Regions from separate parts of the Mus musculus genome. Here all the other regions are linked to region 1. The links are chromatin contacts, called in public ChIA-PET and promoter capture Hi-C maps. All regions are on one chromosome and are shown on one strand. The core of a region is the stretch at or near the end of the contact, and the rest is flanking DNA. Distances in the headings are between cores, read along the strand shown. Region 1 holds the start of Zfp512 (zinc finger protein 512). Region 2 holds the start of Slc30a3 (solute carrier family 30 (zinc transporter), member 3). Region 3 holds the start of Mpv17 (MpV17 mitochondrial inner membrane protein).

Region 1 (2,667 bases), core at 43-2,542:
TCCAAGTTAATAAAATCTTTCTTTTGTGTTAGCCATGGCAAAACTTAGCACATTCATTACACAAAACAATAAATCAGGGCTGCAACCAAGTAGCTTAGAAATGTAAAGATTGCTTATAGCTGTTTTTATTTCCCTCCCCAGTCCATCAAATTAATTATGAGCACATATTTGATATGGGGGGCAGAGGCCACGCAGGAATACCACTAACTGAAACACACACTCCATTTTTATTAGACTGCATCTTTATTGCAAGCCAGGTTTTCTTTCCCCCACACTAGGATTTTATCTGCACTGTCCAATCCCGTAGCTACTACCTACAGATGGTTATTGAAGTTTTAGTCCATTAAAATGAAATAGAATTTGTAATTCGGTTCTTCAATTGTACTAGCCACATCTCAAGTGCCCCAAAGCCATACCTGTCTGGTGGCTATGATGCTCCACAGTGCAGACACAGAACATCTTTAGCAGCACTGTCTACACCATTACAAAAATGTCCTCAGAAAACCTCACTTACTTCTTAGCTCCCACGATCCTGGTGCTCCTCTGCTGCTTAAGGGATGTGGGTCCCGGGGTCTAGCAAATCACAAGCACAGGAGTGAGTGCTAGGGACCTTTGAAGCTCATCCGCAAAGAGATGAATCCCCCTTGTGCCTAGATGTGAAGCTGTCCCGAGCAACTACTTCAAATGGACTGAAGGAGACACTTTTTAGGAAACCTGTGCCATTCTATTTATTCACAATGTAAAGACGGGTTGACAATACCAGAGTTTTCATCTTTGTCCATTCTCAAAACCCTATCCTAGATAGAGGCTTGAAAAGAAAAGACGAGGAAAAAAAAAATATATATATGATATATACATATGTATCATATATATATTAAAAGAAACGGGAGGCACTGGGGATGCTGAAGGAATATAAATAATTACAATGTGTCGAGGAACTCAGTCCAAGGATACGAGGACTAAGCAATAAAAATAAAAATGGGAAGAAAAAAGGCGGTAAGTGGATCTGATATAAAAGGGTGGGGCCTAGGATTGGCTCCGGAAAAAAAAAAAAAAAACAACTCTGAGTACAAAACAAAAGCAAAGGACCGCGTGTTCTCAGCTCGACAGTTCTATTTCTAAAGTATAATGGTCACACCAAGAAACTCACGGCGGTGACTGCACCGAGTCTGGAAGACATCACTCCCCCTCCACGCCTAACAATTTCACCCAAGGGCTCCGGACAGACCAACGCCACTTCCGCTCTCCTCGCCTCTCCCGGATGTGGTCTCAGCGGCGACTAACCCTGTTCTGAACACCTACTTCCGCCTAGCTGCTTCCGAGGGGGCTGCGGCGGGAAAGGAGTCACGTGATAACTCTTCTTCGGCTTCCATTGAGACCCCGCCCCCATAGCAACAAGGGAGTAGGCAGGCCTTTGGGGCGTGAAGGTTGGAGCAAATGGGAGGAGTCTGAATATTTAAGGGGTCCTCCCGAACTAGCGTTTGCACACCTACTCCCACCCATCCCACAAGTGGTTTTACAGATGCAAACGAAATTCAAATCGCCCCTTTATTGATCTTAAATTAAAGACCCATTCTCTTCTCCTTCCCTCCCAGATATCTCTTTCTTTGCTCAGGTGAGGGACAGAACTCTCCTTATCCACTAACTTCTGGCCTCCAAACTTGTCTAGCTTTTGGATTTTTTTTTTTTTTTTTTTTTTTGGTGCGGTCCCTGAAAGACATGAACACTTTAGCCAAGTTACATCTGGATCTCTCCAGCGGATGAGTCTGGAACAATGCCTGTTCTTAGAAGAAGTGGGCTTGATCCAGAACTATGTCCTTTCCAACCAGAGGGAACGGAAAAGGATCTTTCAGAGAAATTACCATGGCTCCTTTCTGAATGACTGCCCAGTGACGTCCACGAGAGACTGAGATGGCTCGTTTTTGAGGGACTGAGGCATCTCAGAGAATAGAGAGTCTGCTGACTCCTCCCTGAAAGACTGTGTAGACTCTTCTTCACAGAAGGAATGTGCCCTCTTCTCTCTAGAAGTCTACAAGGGCTTCTCCCTGAGGGACTGTGAAGGTTCCTTCCTGAGGGACTACAAGGGCTCCACCTCAAGTGACTTCTAGGGCTCTTCCCTGAAGGACTTGGAAAGCTACTCCCTGAGGGATTTTGAGGACTTCTCCTTGAGGAACTGTGGCCTCTCCCCTTAAAGAGACTGTTATGTCTTCTATCAAAGAGCTATGATAAGTTCTTACAGAGGAACTAAGACTGTTTCTCTGGGAGGGACTTTAATGACTCTGATTTCATCAAGGAAGTAAACTCAGCCCCGGTACAAGAGACAGACACATGCTCAGTGACTTCCTGGAATATGTCGCTGAACTTTGAACTAGTTTTCTTGACTCCCAATCTACTACCAGAGTATTGCTGGATTATGGAAGATGTTGAGCAGAGTGTTGACATCGTTAAAGGCATTCTTTTCTCATTACTGTGACATAAAATATGTCTCTGAATATAGTTTTTAACCACTGAAGTCTGAGAAACAGTCCTTGAAACCCTTTCTAGCAGGCTTTGAGAAAATACCATTAGTTCAGCTGGAACCCCAAAAATTAAGAATAGATTGGTAGATGTCCATAGTGGAGCCTTCTGTTACAAATGACTGAAAACAAGGCTTCCTTTCCATAGTGG
Region 2 (2,667 bases), core at 122-2,621, 360 kb after region 1:
TAACCCCATCATTTCCAGACACTGTGTGTGGCGCGCTCGCGGTGTCTTTGACTTTCTCATTTGTGTTTTGTTTGGTTTGCCTTTTGGAAATGCACACACAATCTCCTTGTTTGGAACGACCATGCTGAGGGCAGGTATTCAATCCCAGGGCCTTAAATTCAGAAAGCTCGGTGTGTTCCAAAGGATGCGGTTGGTGGTTTTTTTGCCTGGACTCACTACCCCCACCCCCCAAAGCGCTCTTTCCGTCCTTGCTCTCTCCCCTCCTCCCACGGCCCCTCCTCTTCACAGACTGTCACAGCTGAAAGTGTACAATCCAATTCTCCTCCCCTTTCATCCTACAGTGGCGGCAGGTGCGAGGAGTAGAGAGCACTGAGCATTTAAAGTTTCGACTTCAGCCTTGGCCACCGACGGCTTGTAAGTGAGTCCTTTCTCTGGGCCGTTGTCTTTCCCCAAACGAGCACCGCGTTACAGTTAAGTAGGTAAGGAAGGAGTTACCTGCTGACAAATCGAACAAGCAGCGTCCCTCGATAAACAGTGATCGTGGACCCTCGAGAGGTGACAGAGCACCTCCCGCCGCCCAAACCTCCTTATGAGAAGGTTAGGTAACCCAGGCGCTTCAACTGCTAGCCCGGCGCTAATCGGACCCAGGTGGGGGAAAGGATGGGACATTTGCTCCAGGTCACGTGGCATTGTATGCTTCTGGGACTTAGCTTACTCGTCTGGAAAGTAAGGATAATATATGGGTTGAAGGACATCAGGAAGGTTTTTGTTACCCAAAGTCCCTGAAACACGCACACACACACACACACACACACACACACACACACACACACACACACACGCACGCACGCACACACATGATAATTAGCGGTACAGTGCTTGGCAGCAGATTTTGCTCATGCATTCCTATTCCAGAGCCTCCGCAGTGGGATTGCTGGCTGGAGTCCTTAGAGTTGTTTGGGAATGTATCACTGCTCACCCCAGATTCTCTCTGTTTTTCTCCAGATCGATTTGGCACCTGTTTCTACCTCCGCGTGGGGGCCAGAGCCACAGAATGATTGGGCGGTGGGGCAACGTCACTAAACCAGCATGCATAGGGCAGTGTACCTTCAAAAAGTTTGATGTCAGAGGGGTTCCTAGGTGTGAAGAGCCAGTCTGGGAACTGGTGGGGGGGGACTTGGGGAGAGGGCGCTGTGCCGGTTCACCACCACTATAACCTCCACCCCACCCCATCTCACAATTTGGCGCGGGGGAAATGGACTTTGGATTTGGGGGCGGGTCCTGGAGGCGGGTCTTAGGCGTGGGAGATAGAGACTGGGGAGCCTGGAGGCGGGGTTTGGGGAGCTCGCCCCGCTTGGGGCGGGGCTCCCGGGGCCGCGGGCTCTGCAGTTCGGACTCCGAGCGCCACAGTCGCCGCAGTTCCCTCCACACTGGTGGCCCAGCGGGGAGTCCGAGTGGTCCTTGGACCGCTCGGATTTGGCGCAAGGCCTGCCCCGCCTCTCCCCCTCTGTGCGGCCTAGACGGTCTGGGCAGCGGGGACATGGAGCCTTCTCTGGCCACCGGAGGCTCGGAGACCACCCGCCTAGTGAGTGCCCGAGACCGCAGCAGCGCTGGCGGCGGCCTGCGATTGAAGAGGTAGGACAGACCTGGGCTGGCCCTCAGCCCGGGGGGCGCCAGACTGATGCCATCGGTCCATTTCGTTGTCTCCCTTGGCGCGGGTCCGGCCCGCCTCCCCAGCTCCCCGCGGCCCCCCAACTTCGCGACGCAGATCTGCCGGCCGCAGACAGCCCCACTCCCCGCCTCTGCCGCGATACCCCATGTTCTCCTGGCCGGGCAAAGCAAGTCCCCTGCCGCGGCACCCTCAGCCTCCTAACCCCTGCGCCGCCTCCGCCGCTCCGTCGGACCGAGCGGGCCAGGTGCGGCGATGTCCGCATTGCTCCGTGCGCCTCGCCTCCGGGCATTGGAATCCCAGCTTTAGGCCCCGGACCCTTCTCTCCGCACCCCGGTTTCAGGGCGCCCCATCCAGCAGCGGCCAGTTGTGGGCCCCGGCCCTGGGGATCCGCCCGGGCTCAGCGGGCAGCCGCAAGGAGCGAGGGGGCGGCGAGGAAGGAGCAGGTGCGGGATGGGCGGCGGGGGGTATTCCCGGCTCCGCACAGACGGGGCCGGGGGCGGCGAGGTGTGAGATGAGGCGCGGAGCGGCCGGGACAGCGGGCCGGGGGCGGCAGCAGAACCTCCCCCGCACCCCGCGGGCCTCCCGCCGCTCGCCGCCCGCCGCTCGTCGCTGGCTCCGTCTGCCCTGCCATCTCCGGGTGGCCACCGCGACAGGCCCTCCCTGGCCACCTCCTCTGGCCATTTTGTCTTGAAGGAGACTGTCTGTTTGTCTCTGAGATTTGACAGGGTCTCAGGCTTTTTTTCCCCTCCCTTCTGTTCTTCCATTCTTTCTATTCTCCCTCCCCAGTCTTCTCCTTTTGTCTCTGATGTGGTCTTCTGTGTCACCGATTATTTCCTTGGGAGGGGGCCTTAAACCTGAGTGGGTGGGGAATGGGGGAGCAGAGAAGGGCTGCAGGCGACTATAGTTGTGGGCAGCTTGTGGGGCTCCAGCTGTGTCCCAGGCATCTATTCCCATAGCCTTTGACTTGGCATCAACCTCTCTTACTCGCCCAAGGG
Region 3 (2,667 bases), core at 97-2,596, 300 kb after region 1:
CTTCCCTCCTGGTATCTTCTCCCCTCCAGAAACTCCCAGGTCAAACCTCACTAAGGGACTTTTATATTTCTCTAGTGGGAGAGAAGGGAGGATAGATAAATGATATTAAGCATTTTCTCGGTTTGGGGTGCTTTTCATATACCCCTGAGCTCCATGGGGTAGGTACTATTTTATGTAATGACAATTAGGTTCTGAGAGGTTAAGCAATCTGAATAAGGCTTGAATCCATATCGCTTAAAAACACCTTCCAATCTTGCACATTTGGACTCCCTTATTATGTCTACTAGTGAAATTCTTTTAGCATGTTCTGTACACAAGAATCTAATTCCCCTGAATTCTTACTCTCTCTAATAGAATCCATCCTTCATTAATCATACAGGAACTGACTAACTGAGCTGGGGGTGGACAGACATCAAATAAGTTGACCTTTTTCAAGGCTTGGAGACGTATACATCTTTACCTACCTCAGGAAGGGATTTGCAGGGAGTTGGGTGTTAAAACTAGAGGGAGATTAAGATTCCTAAAATGTTTTTTTTTTTTTAAATATAGTTTTATGCCTCTTTGCTTAACATGACTAGAAGCCGGGTGTGGTGGCGCACTCCTTTAATCCCAGCACTTGGGAGGCTAAGGCAGGTGGATTTCTGAGTTGGAGGCCAGCCTGGTCTACAGAGTGTGTTCCAAGACAGCCAGGGCTACACAGAGAAACCTTGTCTTGGAAAAACAACAAACAAAGCATGACTCTAGAAACCCATAAAGCAAAACAAACCCTCCATTGAGTTGCCTCTTGTACAGCCCTAGAATTCAAGGAGCCCTGATTGCAAGACAGGGTCATTTTACAAAATTCATGACCAAACTTAAGACAGCTAGCACGGGCGTTCTCAGGTTCTGCTAAGCCAGTGGTTCTGAAAGTTGACTGCTTGTCCAGAAAGATTTTTCAGACAAAACTTAAAAATTTGGTATAAAGAACAAGGAAAAAAAATAGAACAAGTCTGAGTTCTGCTCACTTGGGAGCTTGGGTATACCTGCACTACTTCAGCATTCAAGTTTCCAAACTGAGAAGGGCGTCTAGACCTGACTACCTCCGGGAGACTGACAGTCTGGCCTGATAGTCTGGGGAGAACGAGGGTGGGGGGTGGGGGCAGCCGAGTTACAGGGAAGCACAGACTGTCCTACACCGATGTTTGGTGCAGTCCACGAGAAGGGGGCTGCCCACTCCCCTTAAGTGGTCGGCTGAGCCGCCTCGCAAGGGGTATCAAAGGCCCCACCCACCTGCATTCCTCCTGGACTGCTTGTGTCCAAACAACAGCCCGGCCCGCAGGCAGACGGAAGAGGCGGTGCTCGATACGGAAGTCCCTGGACCAGCTTCGGTCACGTGAGAGAAGGTTCTGCGCAGAGCTGGCACTCAGGTGAGCGGAGGTTCTTGGCATTCAGAGACTTGAAGCACTGTGGGTTGAGAGTTCTTGCAGGTCATGTGACCTTACAGATCCAGGTCTTGGTTTATTTCTGGTGTGTAGTTACTCTTATAAAGGAGATTCCAACTGAATCTGGGGACCTATCGTGTTTACTTGGGGGATGGAACCCAGACTCTGGATGGAAGCCAGAGTAAGTCTAATTTCATGAGTGTCTTAATCAGGACTGGATGCCTTGCTTCAGGACCAGGACCAGGTTACTCAAAACTGCTTCCTTTCCAGATGAATAGTGACCACAAGGCAGGGGCACGGCCCAGTAAGCAAGCTTTCTGAGGCCTCTGTCACTTGCAGAGTTTGGAAGTAAGGAGAGTGAGCATAAGGAAATGGCAGGCATGTTCTTTACTGTGAGGGGCAATGGGAGTGACTTATCCTCTTGGTTTGACAGGGAGCATGGCACTCTGGCGAGCATACCAGAGAGCCCTGGCAGCACATCCGTGGAAAGTCCAGGTTCTGACAGCTGGTGAGTGTCACTCTGGGACCAGAGTATAATTAGAGCAGCTGATTTGAGGTGGAGGAGGAGGCCCATATCACGACACCACCTACCTCCTCCAGTTTAGCCCCCCCCCCCCGGAAGTGTTTCCCTTCTCCTGAACTATTATGTCTGTTTTGGAGGGTGAGCTGTTTCTGAGACCCATGCTGGAGGGGAGACGAAATAGAGACGTGGCTCAGAGGTTAACAGCGCATACTGCTCTGTAGAGGATTCTACACTATGTCATGTAGCTCAGAGCCACCTGTAGCACCAGCTCCAGAGAGCTCTGTCACCTCCAACCACTTGGGGCATCTGCACTCACTTGCACAAACACACACAGTTTAAAATGATAACAATAAATCTAAAAGAGAGAGATGCACAGTCTGTCGAGCAAGACTTAAAGTCCTCAAGAAATTAGGTGATAGTTTCTGTTTTTGTTTTTCAAGGCAGGACTTCTCTGTATGGTCCTGGCTGTCATGAAAATCTGTGTGCCAGGGTGGCCTTCAACTTAGAGATCCACCTGTCTCTCCTTCCTAAGTGCTGGGATTAAAGGGATGTGCCACCACTGCCTAGCCTAAGTAGTCCATTCTTAAAAAGCATTGCCCCCAAGAGACCCCACCTTGGGAAATTAAATGCTTTCCTCTTATACTTTATAGTGTGCTGAGCACATTGTCTCCATGCATAGGCGCCTCCAAAGGTCTGTTAGCAGGAATGAGTCCACATTAAATG

What was found. ChIA-PET counts read pairs in DNA pulled down with a chosen protein or histone mark. Capture Hi-C pulls out chosen DNA fragments and counts their contacts.
Region 2: an RNA polymerase II ChIA-PET map of memory CD8 T cells shows a contact between it and region 1, with 5 read pairs. The contact joins the promoter of Slc30a3 here to the promoter of Zfp512 in region 1. A contact is called at or near these places in 2 of 39 promoter capture datasets (liver and pre-B cells), 1 of 115 datasets of contacts at active chromatin or transcription factors (memory CD8 T cells) and 1 of 9 other capture datasets (adipose tissue).
Region 3: a promoter capture Hi-C map of liver shows a contact between it and region 1. The contact joins the promoter of Mpv17 here to the promoter of Zfp512 in region 1. A contact is called at or near these places in 1 of 39 promoter capture datasets (pre-B cells), 4 of 115 datasets of contacts at active chromatin or transcription factors (the 230-238 cell line, bone marrow-derived macrophages, memory CD8 T cells and 1 more) and 1 of 9 other capture datasets (liver).

Annotation. Positions count from the first base shown.
Region 1 is chr5:31,451,061-31,453,727 of GRCm38.p6, reverse strand. It overlaps Zfp512 (zinc finger protein 512), which reads right to left and starts at 1,292. Exons shown (of 14, transcript NM_172993.3): 1 at 1,151-1,292; 2 at 515-573. The coding sequence starts at 1,180.
Region 2 is chr5:31,092,231-31,094,897 of GRCm38.p6, reverse strand. It overlaps Slc30a3 (solute carrier family 30 (zinc transporter), member 3), which reads left to right and starts at 1,371. Exons shown (of 8, transcript NM_011773.3): 1 at 1,371-1,635. The coding sequence starts at 1,541.
Region 3 is chr5:31,152,930-31,155,596 of GRCm38.p6, reverse strand. Mpv17 (MpV17 mitochondrial inner membrane protein) reads left to right here and starts at 1,346. Exons shown (of 8, transcript NM_008622.6): 1 at 1,346-1,406; 2 at 1,855-1,929. The coding sequence starts at 1,860.